Linked DNA regions of Mus musculus: region 2 is linked to region 1. Evidence: chromatin contacts called from public Hi-C data. All regions are on one chromosome and are shown on one strand. The core of a region is the stretch at or near the end of the contact, and the rest is flanking DNA. Distances in the headings are between cores, read along the strand shown. Region 1 holds the start of Fam189a2 (family with sequence similarity 189, member A2). Region 2 overlaps Tjp2 (tight junction protein 2).

What was found. Hi-C and Micro-C count contacts between places; a contact is called where the count stands out from the background.
Region 2: a contact with region 1 is called in a Hi-C map of uterus. A contact is called at or near these places in 1 of 39 promoter capture datasets (the 3T3-L1 cell line), 2 of 484 Hi-C or Micro-C datasets (nephron progenitors and uterus), 4 of 130 datasets of targeted methods (cardiomyocytes, embryonic fibroblasts, extraembryonic endoderm stem cells and 1 more) and 2 of 9 other capture datasets (adipose tissue and pancreatic islet).

The regions. Positions count from the first base shown.
Region 1 is chr19:24,028,966-24,033,132 of GRCm38.p6, forward strand. Fam189a2 (family with sequence similarity 189, member A2) reads right to left here and starts at 2,054. Exons shown (of 11, transcript NM_001114174.1): 1 at 1,583-2,054. The coding sequence starts at 1,972.
Region 2 is chr19:24,132,714-24,136,665 of GRCm38.p6, forward strand. Tjp2 (tight junction protein 2) reads right to left here. Exons shown (of 24, transcript NM_001376368.1): 4 at 2,137-2,261. Among named protein-coding and RNA genes, the nearest start is that of Gm41824, 54 kb to the left of the region's middle.

The DNA of each region.
Region 1 (4,167 bases), core at 804-3,303:
CTGAGTGGGTCATCTCCCTAGCACCTCCCACAAACATTTTTTTTTAATAAACTAGCTATCTTGAGAGAACATGGATTATGATTTTACAAAAAGTAAATCCATAAAATACAAACAAGATTCTAACCCGGGGTACTTAAGAAATGCAGCAGCCATTTGAATGACAAGCCTGGCAGGAGGCAGGGGAGGCACTATTCTCAATCGACACCCTACACTTCAGAGTATTCCAGAATGCTCACAAAGATAGCAGCAGAGTTCAGGGTCAGAACAATAGAGTGGAACTCTCTTTACCTAATACTTAAGTTCTGGACTTCACTTTCTATAGCACAATAGGATTGAGGTCCCAACAGAACCATTTAGCAAAGGTCTTTAGAGGAAGTAGAGATTGATACCAGGTACTACAAAATTCTGGGTTAGGCCAGAAAAACGTTATGTTCTTAATGTTCCCACTTGAACAATTACACTAGGTTCAATATGTTCTCGTACTTTAATAAAAAAAAAAATTGGTCTTGACTCTGGGTATGTTTTAACCAGTAGAGCACAAACTGTGGGCTCACTGAAGATCATAGAAAAAGCTATAGACACTGTAGGGCTTTTATAGAAAGGTCATTTGCCGTTCTCATCCTCCACAGTCCTTGCACAAGGACCTGCTTCCAAGTCTCCAGGCCCCTGGCAAACCTCAAGGGGTTATGGATGCCTTAAAAGTTGTGACACCGTTCGGAGGCAGGGATGAGTAGCCATCCATCCAGTCTACAAATGCTTGCTCACTGGCAACCACTTTTCTCAGAGGCCGGGCTTCCCTATGCCCCATTGGCCAAGGAGGCGGGGCCAGGCGCCAGGGTAGGACAGACATCCCCAGCTAGCTGCGCCAACTTCTGGAGTTCTGGGGTGTGCATCCGTAATGACAGGTTCTGTTTCTTGAGCATCCACTTCTGCAGAGCAGCTTTGGTGACTCCAGGAACCCACCCAGGGTCTGAGCCCTTCTTTAATGACCAGGTATAAGTCATCAGTCACAGGCAACCTCCTATTACCTCGGAGCTCCTCAGGGTTCAGTCATCCAACTCCAGATAATCTTTCATTTATCCTTGTCTTAATGAAGAATAAAAACAAGTCAACCAACCCTCCCCCCTTCACTCTGTCACTCTGTCCATTCCAGAAGTACCCCACCCTGTACGGGTACTGTTGATGTGTCAGTGAGGAAAACCTATCAAAACCCCTGTCCTCCCGGAGTTTGCTTTGCCAATGCAGTATTCAGTGGCCACAAAAAGTTTCAAATTCTTTTTCGCCCATCCTCATGTGAGTCTCTCAGGAGCTTGATACCGTGCTTAATGTTAACTTGACGGAAACAAAATCCTTAACGTGTAAGGGACAGACACTGGCCAGGTGCAATCCAATTCTCCCTTCAACTTGACTGTCTCCCGACACTAACCTCCCACACCCCACCCCCACTTATTGTCGCCTACACTTCAGGTGGCTTTAGGGTCCCCGCTCCCCCAATAGAGGTCAAACAAAAACAATGGAAGGGACCGTCCACAACACACTGCCGCGAGGGTGGGCCCCGCAGAGAGGTACTCTCGGTACTCACCGAGGAGCCAGCCCAGAATGGGCACGAGTTCTTCACCTGCGGCGAGCTGCTCAGCGACAGCGCCCCGAAGCTGAGCGCCACCATGCAGCAGCCCAGGATCAGCTGCAGGAGCCCGAGCGACAGCAGCGGGCGCGCGGGCAGCAGCGCGGAGCCTGGCGCGGCGGGGCGGCGGGACGCGAGCGCCGGCGGCGGGGCCAGCACGGCGGCGGGGGCGCAGCGGGGCCGGGCTGGAGGCTGCAGAGCACCCCGGGGCCAGCGCGGCCGCAGCGGGGGCAGCGGCGGCTCCTGAGCGGCGGCGGCGGTGGCGGCGCCAGGACCCCCGGCCTGAGGTCCGCCCGACAGCCCCGCCACCGGGCAGCAGGAGCCCGGGAGCACCACCGGCAGAGACATGGGCGCGCGGCGGGCGGGCGGCGCAGCCGAGCGGAGGGCGCCGCGCACCGGGCACCCGCGCCGGCGCCGCGCAGGACGGACTGCGCACGGCCCAACCACTTGCTGCCGCGGCCAGCGCCGGCCGCGCCCACGTGCCCCGCGGGGCCCGCCCCCCGCCGTCCCCTCTCGGTCACCCACGGTGACAAGTGCGCCGTTGCCTTGGGGTCACCGGGAAAAGTGTCCAGGGACGGCGGGAACCATGCAGCTAGCGGCTCAACCGTTGTCAGAGTCTGTCTGCAACCGCGGCGCCAAGGGACCCGTGGTGGACCCAGGTCCCTTGAGCTGGCAACCTTTAAATAGGAAAGGAGTCCCTTGTGGTTCTCCTCCTCCACCACGCCCGGAGGAGGGGCTGTGGGCGACCCGACGGGAAAAGGTCCTAGCCCGGAAAGAGGACACTCACTGGACGTTACCGCCCGGGAATGCAATCTGCATCTATGGCTTCTATGGAGAGTTCCCGGCTCTGTCGGTGCAGCTCTGCCGGGAGGGAACAGAGTGCTTTCCCAGCACCAGAGTGGGAACAATAGTGGCCAGGCCAGGTTACCTTGGGAGACACTAGTCAGCAATCACAATGGAAGAGCCCAGGGCGGCCCTGTGCAGTTGGCAGGGGTCACAAGCTCCATCCTTTTAGCTTTGACCGGGAGCTAATTGGCATCACATGATAGAACACAGGCTCCCAAACTTCGCAGGAAATGGTCTAATGAAATCTTAATCTGCCTTGGTAATTTATAATATATGTATCGAACTTTGAGGGGAAAAAAAGCAATTATTCGCCTTTGCACAAAAGTTTCCCCTAATAGAATGTCTAGACGGCTCATGTATCATAGGTAAGAGGGTGATCATGAACTTCTTTTCCAGGTAAGGACAAGAGCAGTGTCGGTTTGCAGCCAGTTGTAGCCCTTGAAAGCTTGGCTTATTGGAAAGGTGAAGGAATCTAATGCCCTCCTGTTGAGTAAAAAGAGAAAAGCAGGTTTGGCCGTGTGTTCTGCTTGCGAAGGCTGTATTGATGCTGAACATTATGTCCCACAATGTGATGTATTAGACATGTGCGGGTGTTTACATACACACTTTTAAAATCATTAAACCACCATGTTTAATAGTACCTGTGACTTCTTTTCTGACTGCTCCCAGGAATAAATGTCAAGGTTGGGGGCAGGGTGTAGTTTGGCTTTTGTTTTGTTTTTAAATGAACACTGAAAATCTGATGTCCCGTGTACTTAAGAACAAAACCTACAATAGATGCTCTTAAATTGCAGGTGAAGACGAGTTTCATCCCTTCAGTGCTGTGATTATAACTTTTATTTTAAACACAAGCTTAAAAGTATTTAATTCTTAAGGCTGGATGACACCCTGCAATACAGTGTGTCTACTTGAGTGTTCAGACATTCTCTCAGCTAAATAAATCTATTTATTCTATTGGCCAGAGCCTGACACCTGAACCATGCCATTAAAAATGCATTCCTTGTGTCTAAGAATGTTTGCATTAGAAGTCAGGATACCCGCTTTCCCTTGGGGATATTTATGAGTAGGATGAGGTTGGGGGAGGTGTGGGTGACAATCTACTTTTCAATGCCAGTGCTAATTACACAGCAAGGGTTACTCTGATAATCTATATGGTTACACTTAGGGTCTTTCTGCTTCTCCGTATTTTTATACTTAAGGATCTTCCTAAAAGACTTCAAATGCCCAAAGCTTTTAGGTGTTATCTCTATGTAGAAACACAAAGTAGCAAAGACAAGTAAAAATCCATAGGGGGTCTTAATCTACCAGATCTACACATTAGAAGGTCACAGGACCTCCCTGGAAACTCCTACTTAAGGGAACTTATTGTTCTGTTTCTCTCCCCCACCCCAACTCTTTTGTTGTTATCGACCTGTATACGGCTGTGAATGTCTTGTTCCTGTTTTCAGAAGCACAAGTCTAGATAAATTGCCCCACCCTTTAAAGTTGCAGCAATTATTGTCCTCTGGTATTTGTGCTTAAGATTCTTGTAACCAGAGCTCGACTGTTCAGACTTCACACCACCACCTGCTTAAGTATTCGGTCATACTTCACTGAACTGTAGGAAACAGATCTCTTACACCATCAATTCAGGTCCACTGAGTCCAGCTTGGTATAGAAGATAATAGTCAAACAGGCAGGGAATGGAACGGGAGAGG
Region 2 (3,952 bases), core at 1,213-3,712, 100 kb after region 1:
AACACAAAACAAGCATCAGTCATCTTGAACCCCGGAGAGCCAAACAGAAGCAGCAAATGAGCCCGAGAAGTGTACTGAAGGGCTCAGGGTGCAATGGCTCACAAGTCATGCCAACTTGGTCTGAGAGCTCTTCAGAGGTAAGAAACCACAAGCCACACACTCGGCTTCTGGATGTTTATTAAGAACCACCATGTTTGTGTACAAGGTCTGTCTACCCACACCCCGGGGTCACTCCAGAAAGCATGAATCGGCATGGACAGCAATAGGAATTCAGTGACTGTCCTGTGCGCTGCAAAAGGCCCTCTTATAAGCCCTGAACTAGGCACACATTCATCTGGGTAACGTTGGCAGGAAAAGAGGTCGAAAGCTTGCCTCAGATTCTTTTACTATTTAGAGAAAGGGTCTCATGTAGGTCAAGCTGGCTTTTAATTCACTGTTTCGCCAGCCATGGCTATAACCTACTGATCGTTCTGTGTCTGGCTCCATCTCCTGAACACGCAGACTACAAATCAGGCCGGGTTTCATTGCCTCAAGATTCTTGAAGAAACTTCAAAATCACAGAATCCTATTATTTAGGCTCATTCAATGTTAGCTTAAAATTTTATATTACTCTGAATAAAAGACTAACTTTGATAGGACTACCAACTAACAGGATAGGAACACAGATTTTAAATCTCACACAGATACAACTTTTTCATGATCTGGCTGATATAGCCACAGAGTTACCTTTAAATTCTTTCCTGATAGGATTCAGAACCCATCTTTTAAAGTGGGTTATCTCTTCAGAACAGAAGGCTGACAGTTGGATAACTTGGGTTTAACTATCGTGAATCTTCCTATTAGAATCTGTTGGGGGGAGAGGGGCTGGAGAGATGGCTCGGCGGTTAAGAACACTGAGGTCCGAAGGTCCTGAGTTCAAATCCCAGCAACCACACGGTGGCTCACAACCACCCTCATAACAAATCTGACTCCCTCTTCTGGAGTGTCTGAAAACAGCTACAGTGTACTTACATATAATAAAGAAATAAATCTTAAAAAAAAAGAATCTGTTGGGGGAGATATTCGTTAGGTTTTTATTTGGGGGGCGGGGGGGTTCTGCTAACGATTAACCCAAGGCCTTACTTAATATATGCTACGCACTCTACTACTGAGGTACTTCCCTAACCATCTTCATTAAATCCTAAAACAATGTAGGTTGGATTGAAAAGCACCCAGAAGGTTAGTAAAGCCCTCTCTCAGTGTGGGGAGATGTTTTCAAGAGAATTAAGGGGTGCTAGACCCGCCCTGAATGTGGGTGATCCCATCCTATGTGCTTGAGGAAATAAAGGAGAAAGACAGAAAGGGCAGGTATTGCCTCCGTCTTTCCTGCTCTCTGCTGCCCAGCCACCATGTTGTTAACTGCTCCGTCCTAGCACATTTCCCACATTTACCACAACAGGCTAAACCCTCTGAGAGGGGAGCCCAAATAAGTAAGTGCCTCTCTGAAATTATTTCCTCGGGTGTTTTGTCACGGTGATATAAGCTACACATTCAGAAATGGTTCCCACCGGCTGAGGATGTAGCTAAGTCGGTATGCTTCTCTAGCACGCATGAAGTCCTGAGTCACTCCCTACACTGCATAAACTGTGTCTGGTGCTGTAGATCTGTAAACCCAGCACATAGGAAACAGAGGACAAAGAACTAGAATGCAAAGTCATCTAGTGTAGGGAGTTGGGAGACCAGCCGGGGCTACAGACAATGTCAACAAAGTTAAGGGAGAGAGGGAGAGGCGGGCACAGGGGCAACAGAACATTTACAAGGTTCCATAGCTCACAAGTGATCATTCTAGCCTCCTATGGGAGGTGGGAGGTTCCACGCACAGGATGCTCCTCTTCCCTCTAAGTCTGGATGTTCCCCTAAGTTCCTCTCCATGAGCCCATGGTGTATCGGAGTCTGGCCAGGTCTACGTGAGACCCTTTCTCACACAAGCAAGCCACAGCCCTATGGCATATCTTTATGGCTAGTGATTGTTAAAGCAGAATGCATTAGCCATGACCCTGATTCTCAGTTCAGACTAAGTAAGCACAGACATCCAGAACGCCCCTATCAAGTGTCAGTGCGCAGGGCTGCCAGGGGGCGGGGAGGGAGGGAACTTACTGAAGCAAGCCATCAGCGGGTCCACCTGGGAGCACATCTGAGATGACGATTGACGTCTCCCCATTTTCAAAGTGGGGGTTGTCTCTGCCTCCCGACACGGCAATTCCAAATCCTCTTTTGGAATCCTGCTCGTCAGAATTAGACGAGGAAAAAAAAAAAAAAAAAACAGTATGAAAAAAAAAAAATCCTGCCGTAAGTGGCTTTCAGGATTTATTACAAGCACTCAATAAAAGAAAAGGTCAAATCAATAACCAGAGACAGCTCAGGAACAGATGGGCTTTACAGAAACAAATGAGAAACAAAATAAAGCGGCATGCACGCGGTGGTCAGCTGACAGGGTCCTAAAGGGAAACTGCTTATCTGAGGGAGCAGCCTCGGAGAAGTCGGAAAACACTGACAGCCCAGGCTGATATTATCACAGGAGGCAGGAGAAGGAAGGCTGTCTTTTGACTAAACGGGGGATGTGCAGTTTTAATGCCAGGTAGATCCATTCACTGCATTGTCTGATCCGAGCTGGAGCGACTTCAATAAAAATTGATTCTGTGTGAAAATGTATTTTAAAGTCTATCTTCAGCTGCATGTGGCCATGCCTGTCATTCCAGTACTTGGGAGGTGGAGGAAACAGAATCAGGAACCCAAGGTTCGCTATGAATCCATGGCGTACTGGAGTCTGGCCAGTTCTACATGAGACCCTTTCTCAGACCAACAAGCAACAGCACTACGGCATATCTTTAGATTCAAGTTAGACGAGACAGCAATTGTATCTTAATTTAGAGTGAAAAGAACTTCATTGACTTTAAAAAATGAAACCTGAACAGGAAACTGGTGTTTATGGAGCTGGGGAGCTGGGGCTCAATGGGGAGATTTTCCCATGGACAAAGAAACTTGCAGCCAAGTCTGACAGCCCAAGCTCAATCCCAGAAACCCACGTGGTAAAAATAAATCATGCCCACACGTCCATCCTCGGACCTCACAAGGTGCCATGGCATGAGAGTGTGAGAGTACATACGTGAATAAAGCATTTAATACGGTAAATAAGTAAAAAGCTGGTATTGTGATCTTGAAAGACCAAAGTATTAAAAGTGTCCCAGTGTTCAAACAAGATGGGAAGTAAAGTCTTATTATCCATCATTGGTTTAGCAATGCAAACAGAGGAACCTAGGAAATGTGCCATCTTACTTCAGTGTTTAAAAGGCTAAACCACACAATAGGGACCAATGACATTATAATCCCACATCAGGATTGATGAAACAAAACTATACTCAGAATAAGAGAAAATCTTTATCCAAGGACAAGCTGGGGGAGGGAGGGAGCACTGCTTACAATCACAAACCTGCCCAGTTGTCTCCACATGGCTTTGGATTTACCAGCACCAATACATGGGACCTGGTTTTAGAAAGAGGCAGCTCTATCTTCTAAACCAAGCCTCAGATCCCTTTCTTTTGTGATCTGTAGACCACATCTCAAGGGAAACATGATCTCTGGTTTAAAAAAAAAAAAAGGCACAGATGAGAATGAGAGAGATGTCTGGAGTTAAATGCGCAAACAGTAACTTAAGAATCTCTGATGACTGATCTAGAAAGTGGACACTGATCCAGTGATGGAGTTCTAAGGGTCAAAGGAAACTTCTCCCTTTGAGGAACTGAGCATCTTTCTACAAAGTGGCAGAACTTAGACAGATTCGAAGCAGGATGATCTCTGTGGAGCCCAGCTAATGCACACTGATATGCACAGCTTGCTGCCAGGATGGGGGCAGCTTGCTCGGATAAGGACTGTAGACCACAAGCGGACTGCCTGTGAGGCAGGGCAGAAGCAG